Linked DNA regions of Sus scrofa: region 1 is linked to region 2. A link is a contact called in public HiChIP or PLAC-seq data. All regions are on one chromosome and are shown on one strand. Each heading gives the region's core, a stretch centred on a gene start, on an enhancer-like site or on the middle of the called end of the contact. The rest is flanking DNA. Distances are from core to core; before and after follow the strand shown. Region 1 overlaps LOC110262000 (a long non-coding RNA gene). Region 2 has its middle 130 kb from the start of TLE3.

What was found. HiChIP or PLAC-seq counts read pairs in DNA pulled down with a chosen protein or histone mark.
Region 1: an H3K27ac HiChIP or PLAC-seq map of alveolar macrophages shows a contact between it and region 2. The contact joins two enhancer-like sites. A contact is called at or near these places in 1 of 47 Hi-C or Micro-C datasets (liver) and 1 of 2 datasets of contacts at active chromatin or transcription factors (alveolar macrophages).

Annotation. Positions count from the first base shown.
Region 1 is chr1:168,203,133-168,206,987 of Sscrofa11.1, forward strand. All of the region lies in intron 1 of LOC110262000 (a long non-coding RNA gene), which reads right to left. Among named protein-coding and RNA genes, the nearest start is that of UACA, 250 kb to the right of the region's middle. Within about 2 kb of position 2,024, at least 3 of the 83 cell types and tissues checked have an H3K27ac peak or open chromatin away from gene starts, as enhancers often do. A contact at or near this core is called in alveolar macrophages, where this site is marked.
Region 2 is chr1:167,981,093-167,985,199 of Sscrofa11.1, forward strand. No RefSeq gene overlaps it. Among named protein-coding and RNA genes, the nearest start is that of TLE3, 130 kb to the left of the region's middle. Within about 2 kb of position 2,734, at least 1 of the 83 cell types and tissues checked has an H3K27ac peak or open chromatin away from gene starts, as enhancers often do. A contact at or near this core is called in alveolar macrophages, where this site is marked.

The DNA of each region.
Region 1 (3,855 bases), core at 774-3,273, 220 kb after region 2:
ACCCCTCTCCCTAGCACTGCCTGCTGGCCCACACCTGATGGAGAGTAATAGTGCAACTCAAACATCCCTGGACAGGTGCAGCCACTGGCCCTGTCCCCACGTCCCTGGAACCAATGAACAGTCTGAGCTCTCCGGACACGACATCACTGACTGCCTCTAAAGGCATTGAGTTCTGCCCCACCAGTGGTTAGAGAGGCCAGCACCACTGGGAGAGGCAGTTGCCAAGGGGATTCAGTCAGTGAATAGGAGCCAGACTCTGCAGCCTTTGAAACCCTTGAGGACCAGCCAGAGCCTCTGATTCTGTGTTGTCGGACTTCGTGGCTATTTCACAGGCAGAGCCCAGAGCTTCCTTAATGAAAAGTGCTATCTACCTAATGAATGTATTTCTAGGGCATTCAAGTTCAAAGCCACCACAATACTGGCAGGCAGAAGGCAGAAAAGAATGGGGAGACAGGGTGCGAGCTGGGGACCCCCTGAGCTCAGCAGACCTTTCCACCAAAAGAGCCTCCTCACTTCCTGGGATCCCTGAAACCCAGCCCCCGCTCCCGAGCAGGCTGGGCTCTGATCACCTCCAGCCCCCTCCCGAGAGAGGCCCGAGGCACACCAGGCACAGGGCAGAGGGCTAGATCACGCTCACTCTTTGGATTCCATAATTGTTGCTCTGAAAAATCTGTCAGAGGCTTGGAGGGGCACCGAGGCAGCTCTTTGGAAAACAAGCAGACAGCAGTGAAGGGAACCAAAGCCTCAATTACGCCGGGGACAGAAGCTTTTGAAAAGAGATGGTTTAATGAAAAGGTGCTGTCAAGAGCTAACCATGAACAGGGCAGCCTGTCCTCAGCTGCTTTTCTCTCTGTCCTCGCCCTCCCCTCCTACTCAGGAGCCAGCACTGCAGGGCCCAGGGCCTGAGGATTAACCCCTGCAGGGGTGGGAAGGAAGGAACTGCAGGGCCAGGTGCACAGGCCAGCTTCCTGCAGGCTCTGCTTGTTGTCTGAAGTCTGTCTCCTTACCCAGCCTGTGACCCGGGGTTCTGGGCCTATAGTCCCTTGCTCATGTGCCACCCCCACACTCTCATACTGACTGACAGCCCAGGCTTGAAGAAGACAATGCAGTCATGGTATTTTTCTTTTCTTTTCTTTCTTTCTTTTTGGCTGCACCTGTGGCATCCAGAACTTATACAGCCAGGGATAGAACCCTCACCACAGCAGTGACAATGACAGATCCTTAACCCCCTGAGCCACCAGGGAACTCCTAGCCACAGTGTTTTTCAAAAGCATCATTCATTGGTGGTTTTTTTTTTTTTTTTTTCTTTTTTTGCTTTTAGGCCCACACCTACAGCATATGGAGGCTCCCAAGCTAGGGGTCCAATTGGAGCTACGCTATAGCCACAGCAACACAGACTCCGAGCCAAGTCTATGACCTACACCTTAGCTCATGGCAACACCAGATCCTTAACCCACTGAACGAGACCAGAGATCAAACCTGCAACCTCGTATTTACCAGTAGGATTTGTTTTCGCTGTGCCACAACGGGAACTCCTTTTTTTTTTTTTTCCTGCAGCATTCATTGTTTGACAAAGGGGACTTTCAGCATAGATTTAATCTTTATTAAGTCCTTACTTTAGCATGTAATTTCTAATCCAATCTTCGGATCATCATTTGAGTTGCTTACCACATTATTACCATTTTACAGATGGAGCAACTGAGGCACAGGGAGGGGTAGCGACTTCCCTTGATCACACAATGAGTAAGCAACAGAACAAGGATTTGACATAGGTCAGCTGGCTTTAGAACCACCCTCTTACACTTTCCTCCCACTCTAGCCCTCTCTGGTAGCTAAACTGTCGTGGTCAGCCTTCCAGACAGCTCACCTGATGCCTGATTCTTGACCTCACCTTTAACCCTCAGGTACTTCCAATCCATGACTGCTCCCAGACTTGGTTACCCCACCGCTACCCACTCTCCCCAACGCTGAGCTTCCTGGGGCCGGGAGCTGCTGCCACCTATAGGCCTTATGTGCAAAGACACCTGAGCTCTAATAGGATCCCGGGGCAGAAGGGTAGCCTGGGGACCAGCACCAGCTGTGCTCTACCATGTAGCTAAGTGATGACACAGGACTGGGAGGTTTTGTTCTGGAGATTTCTGCATCTGGGCCCTTCTGCAATGACAATCTAGACCCCACAAGGAAAAAAAAAAAAAAAGGAGTGGTGGCCTCTCCAGGGAGGCATCCACAGTGGTGGGAGGTGAGCCCAGAGAAGCCTTACCATTTGGGAGTCGGCCTCCTGGCTCAGTCCTGCCTAAAGACAGGAATTAATTGTGCTCAGAAAGAGTATTCCCTACTTCCGTACTACCTTCCTTTTCTAGCTTGCTAAAGACTTTAATGACTGCTCCATAATCCAGCCGGAGGAAATCCACGAAGCCGTGAAAGTCCCCATGCTTGCAAAAGATGACAGGCTCTTCTCCTCCAAGTAATTGGCAGGGTCTACACAGATCAGGGAGGGATCAAGAGAGCCAAGACCTTTGGGGACAAACAGATTTAGAATCTGCAGACCAAATTCAGACTGAGCAGCAAAGTTAAGCACTGTTGGCTAAGGGACGGGTCTCATCCAAGAGGCTTTATTTCTAGACATGCCGCTGGCTCACTGTGCCAGCCACAGGAGCCACCTCCTTGGGCCTCAGCGATGATGATGTCTGCAAGGGAGGGGCGGGGGAAGAAGAGAGAAAATGGTAGTCACCTTTGCACCGGCAGAGAGGTAGGATAATGCCAGGTGCTTTAGGTCAAATGCCTGCCAAGCTCCCAGGTGGCAAAGAGTATAGCCCTATTTTATCCTTTTTTTGGGGGAGCCACACCTGCGGCATGTGGAAATTCCTAGGCCAAGGATCTAATCAGAGCTGCTGCTGCCAGCCTATGCCACACCCACAGCAACAGCAGACCCAAGCCACATTTGCGACCTATGCCACAACTTGTGAGAATGCCAGGTCCTTAACCCACTGAGCGAGGCCAGGGATTGCACACATAGCCTCGTGGATACTAGTCGGGTTCTTAACCCACTGAGCCACAGTGGGAACTCCAGCATAGCCCTATTTTAAAAAGGCAGAAATGGACTCAGAAAGGTAAACCTGATTTCACACAGCTGGAGTGCAAAGCAGTGACAATGGTAAGGATAACACCAATGTGACAACAGGAGTCAATATCTATGGAGTGTATGCTGTGTTCTGGGCAACGTATTGGCTTTAAACCTTACTAAAAACTCCTTGGTAGGTATTATTATCCTCATTTTACAGGTGACGAAACAGAGCAGAGATCCGTAACTATCATCTAGTGCCAGGAGCCTCACCGTCTTTGCTCTCGTGTCCCAGAACTGTCATGAGGACCCGGGTCCTGGGGAACAGAGAACATGTTCCTCCAGAAGAAAGTGGCCCCTGGGCCTGCCTGTGCTACCTTTCTGGAGAGGGTTCCTCTCCAGCAGCATAGTCACTTAACCCCTGTTGATGGCTTGAAAGCCCAGGGTCTCATGCATGCTTATTATTGTTTTTCCTGTGTCCCCAGAAAGCTAGAATGGGTGGTTTCAGAGGTGCACAGCACAGCTGGGAAAAATCCTAGAAGAAGGGGGAAGGACTGGTTTAGCCATGAATGGGGAATGAATAGGTGAGGGGGAGAATAAATCTGAGATGGACAGTTAAGAATAGAAGGGTTGGGAGTTCCCTTTGTGGCGCAGCAGAAATGAATCCGACTAGGAACCATGAGGTTCCAGGTTCAATCCCTGGCCTTGCTCAGTGGGTTAACGATCCAGTGTTGCTGTGAGCTGTCGTGTAGGTCCCAGATGTGGCTCGGATCTGGCATAGGCCGGCAACAACA
Region 2 (4,107 bases), core at 1,484-3,983:
GTAGGATATAGGCCTCTAAGTTATGCAAATGGAGCAAACATGCCCAGAGAATAGCCAGTACTGTGTAATCAATCCTCCCAAGATAATGCAGTGACTGTGAGGCGGGGAGTGGATACACAGGGACACTTTCCTGTCCTTCTGGGTTCAGCTTGCATTGTATTTGGCTGCTCTTACTGGGTGGCACAAAACCTAGTAGGCTGGAAAAATCACGTATAAACCAATGGAACTTCTACATGGCACTGATATCATGATCCTATGTGTCAGTCATATATGGGCTAATGCAGATGGTAGTAGAACAGACCATATTTTTCCCCTCTTCAAAGTCTCTGGCCTTCATTATTTTTCCCTTCTGCGTCTGCGGAGCAGGTCAGGCAGGGCAAGTCTACAGAAATGCCTGCAGAACCCCCATTTGAGAGTGTTCTTATGACTTTTTTCCTGGGGTTGAATGCCAGAGCCAATTGTTCTGTACTTCTAAAGAGGGACTGAACTAGCTGTGCATCCAGTGGTTTCAAATGCCCCCAAATTCTCTTATTTTTTGGTTGGTGTTTCTTTGAGGCTCTAGCTTCAGTGACAAGCCTCTCCTCGGCCTACAAGGAGTGATGGTTTCTTTGCTCTGGTTTCTTAATCACTTGGATCCCATATTCCTGCTACCTTTTAGAAATTCTTCCTCATTTCTGGTGCACTGACAGCATCCTTTCTTATTTTCTAATATGGATTTACTCTTAGTATCTCTTCTGATTGTTTGTCCAGTAGGATTTTGATATGGAGAGAAGTTAAATTCTATTTTTCTTTTTTTTAGGGCCGCATCCGTGTCATATGGAAGTTCCTAGGTTAGGGGTCCAATTGGAGCTACAGCTGCCAGCCTACACACAATCACAGCAACATCAGATCTGAGCATGTCTGTGAACTACACCACAGCTCACTGGCAACGCCGGATCCTTAACCCACTGAGCAAGGCCTGGGATAGAACCTGCAACCTCATGGTTCCTAAACAGATTTGTTTCCGCTGCACCACGACAGGAACTCAAGGAGTTAAATTCTGTATATTCAGTCTACATGTCAAATTGGAAATTCTCCACCACTCTTTGTCCCTTTGACTTTGGCCAAGGCTTTTCACAGTTTTGAGCTTCAGGTTATACTTTTGAAAACGGGAATAATAGCAATATCAGGCTTGCCTTCCTCACAGAGATTGGGAGATGGGCGAAGGGGATGGGAGTCATCTATGAATAAAAAGAGTGGCATAAATTTAAGTTGCTATTAGCTCATGGAAGAGAACCCTCTAATTTGGCAGATGAGCAAATAAAACCGATAGATGGGAAGCAATTTTAGCCCAAGGTTATCCAGAAAACCTCCAGCCTCTTGGCTACTGGGTCCCATTTTCTTTCCAGGCCCTGTTACTCCGCAGCCTGCAAACGGCCAGGGCTGCAGTGCTGGGGGCAGAGCAGTGAGAATTCGGAAGAGGCAGAGATGGCATAAATAATTCAGTGATTGCCGACCACGGGCCATTAAATTTTCCATGATCTGTTTTATTGTATCTGCTCTGCAGCGTTACTCACTTCCAGTTCAGATGCAAAGCAGGCATTTCGCTCTGCCTGCAAGCGCTGGCCTCTGCTCCCCTCTCAGGGATCCAAGAGCACGGAACCTCTGGTGCTGGGCCCAGCTGGGCCTCTGTCTCAAAAGGTGGTCGAACAGAGTTTCACATCACTGAGGCCTGAGGGTTGATTCTCTCTTCTCTTCATCCTGGGAGTCACTGAAGCATCAGTGGAAGGTGACTCTCAACTTTATGATCCACTCACCAATGACCTCAACTTAAGATTCTTGCTGTTGTCACTAGTGATCAACAATACAGTGGGTTGGATGGGAGAGAGGTTTAAAGGAGTCATTTGTTCCATGTAAGCATTAAAGGGCACCATCATTTTTGTAACTCTGTTTTGGCATTTTTACATTTCTTTATATACTGGGAGTGTCAAAATCAGGCCTTGGTTTTGGCCTTTTTTTTTTTTTTTTTTTTTTTTAGGGCTGCACCCATGGCATATGGAGGTCCTCAGGCTAGGGGTCCAGTTGGAGCCACAGCTGCTGGCCTATGCCACAGCCACAGCAATGCATGATCCGAGCCGTGTCTGTGACCTACACCACAGCTCACAGCAATGCCGGATCCTTAACCCACTGAGTGAGGCCAGGGATCAAACCCATAACCTCATGGTTACTAGTCAGATTTGTTCCCGCTGTGTCATGACGGGAACTCTGGTTTTGGCCTCTTATAACTTCCAGGAAACTTTATGGATTTTCAACTCTAAGGTCATGTTATAGAGAATCCTAAAATTGTGGGGACTCCCTTATAGATGAAGAAACATAGGCTCAGAGAAGGAGGTGGTCTTGGGCAGCAAAACAGCCAGCTGGTGTCAGGTGAGCCCAGGGCAGGTGTGGGGACTTTTGGACCAGAGCCCTTCCCAGGGTCTGGATCTTGGGAGGGAGAACTTCCCCACCCTGATCACTGGGTCATCATTTCTGTTCCTCAGGGTCATTGCGGCTTCTCAGATCTGTCCATAGAGCCGCTCACTTTCCTAGTGTCCTGAAAACCATACAGTTTCCTGAGATGGTATTTCCAAGTGTGCCTCCCACCCACATCAAGGCAGAGGGCAAAAAAGAAGAACCAGGTACTGCAAGAGAGATTTTTCCCCCCTGGCTGTGGTTCAGGAGGCTTGGCCAATGGGCATGGCCTCATCTTCCCCATTCTACTCACTGACATGATACCAGGGGACAGGATAGTGCATGAAGCCACAGGCTAGAAGGAAGAGAACATGAATGGCTTAAGAATTCCCAGTGATCAGTGAAGTGTGGTAGAAAGAATACAAGATGCGTATCTGAAGGGCTGGCTCCAAATTCCAGATTTATGGCTTATCAGTTATGTCTGTAAGAGAAATCATATGTCTTCTCTGAGCCTCACATGTCCTCACATGTGAAGGAGGAATGCCAAATCTGAACCCATGGGATTTTTGTGCAGCTCTATAGTAGTGACAGTGTTCTATTTCTTTTTATAGCCGCACCCAAGGCATATGGAAGTTCTCAGGCTAGGGGTTGAATCAGAGCTGCAGCTGCTGGCCTATGCCACAGCCACAGCAATGCCAGATCCAAGCCATGTCTGCGACCTATACCAATAGCTCATGGAAATGCTGGATCCTTTAACCCACTGAGCGAGGCCAGGGATCAAACCTGCATCCTCATGGATACTCGTTGGGTTCTTAACCTGCTAAGCCATGATGAGAACTCCACTAATGACAGTTTTGAGTTGCCAAAGTCCCATCGGCATCTCCATCAGTTAATATCTAACAAACCACTCCAAACAAAACGTGATGGCTTGAAACATTCATTCATTGTCACTCAAGACCCTACAAGTTTCATGGGTGCTCATCTCATTTGAGGTTGGGTAGATCTCCTGATGTAGGCTGGGTGCCCTAACATGTGTGGGGCTACCTGCTTATGAACTGATCTGGGGTGGAATGCCTCAGCTCTCTCACCCTCCAGCAGGCTAGCTTCAGCTAGTTCATGTGGCAGGTACCCCTTAACATAAGGCCTGTTGAGGGTTGAACTTGAAACCCACACACTGTCACTTCCACCACATCCTGTTGGCCAAAGCAAGTCACAAGGCCAGCTCAGATTCAGGGTGGGGGTGGAGATTGGATCCACTTCTTGATGGGAGGGGCTATGAAGTCACATTGCAAAGAATGTGGATACAGGGAAGAGGGCAGGATTGTGGCCAGCTATACAATTAAATCTACACAATCCTCAGGTTCACCTTCTTCTTAAGCAAGTTCAAGATGGACTGAAATAGTCACAGAATGACAGTGCTGAGTGTGCTTTTCAAGACAGGGCAAGTGGCTTGTCCAAGGCCTCAGAGCTGGTGAGTGGCAGAGTTGGTGTGAGAACCCAGGACTTTTACAGTCAAGTACCATATGTCAAAACCAGCTTTGGTCCTGTTTCTTCTACTGAATTTTCTCTGTGGAAAACCCAATAGATGGTGATTGGGGTGTTCACTTTTATGTTCCTCTTTTTTTATGTTGCAATATTAAAGGTCAAGGAGGGCCTGACATTAGACTTCCTGGCTCT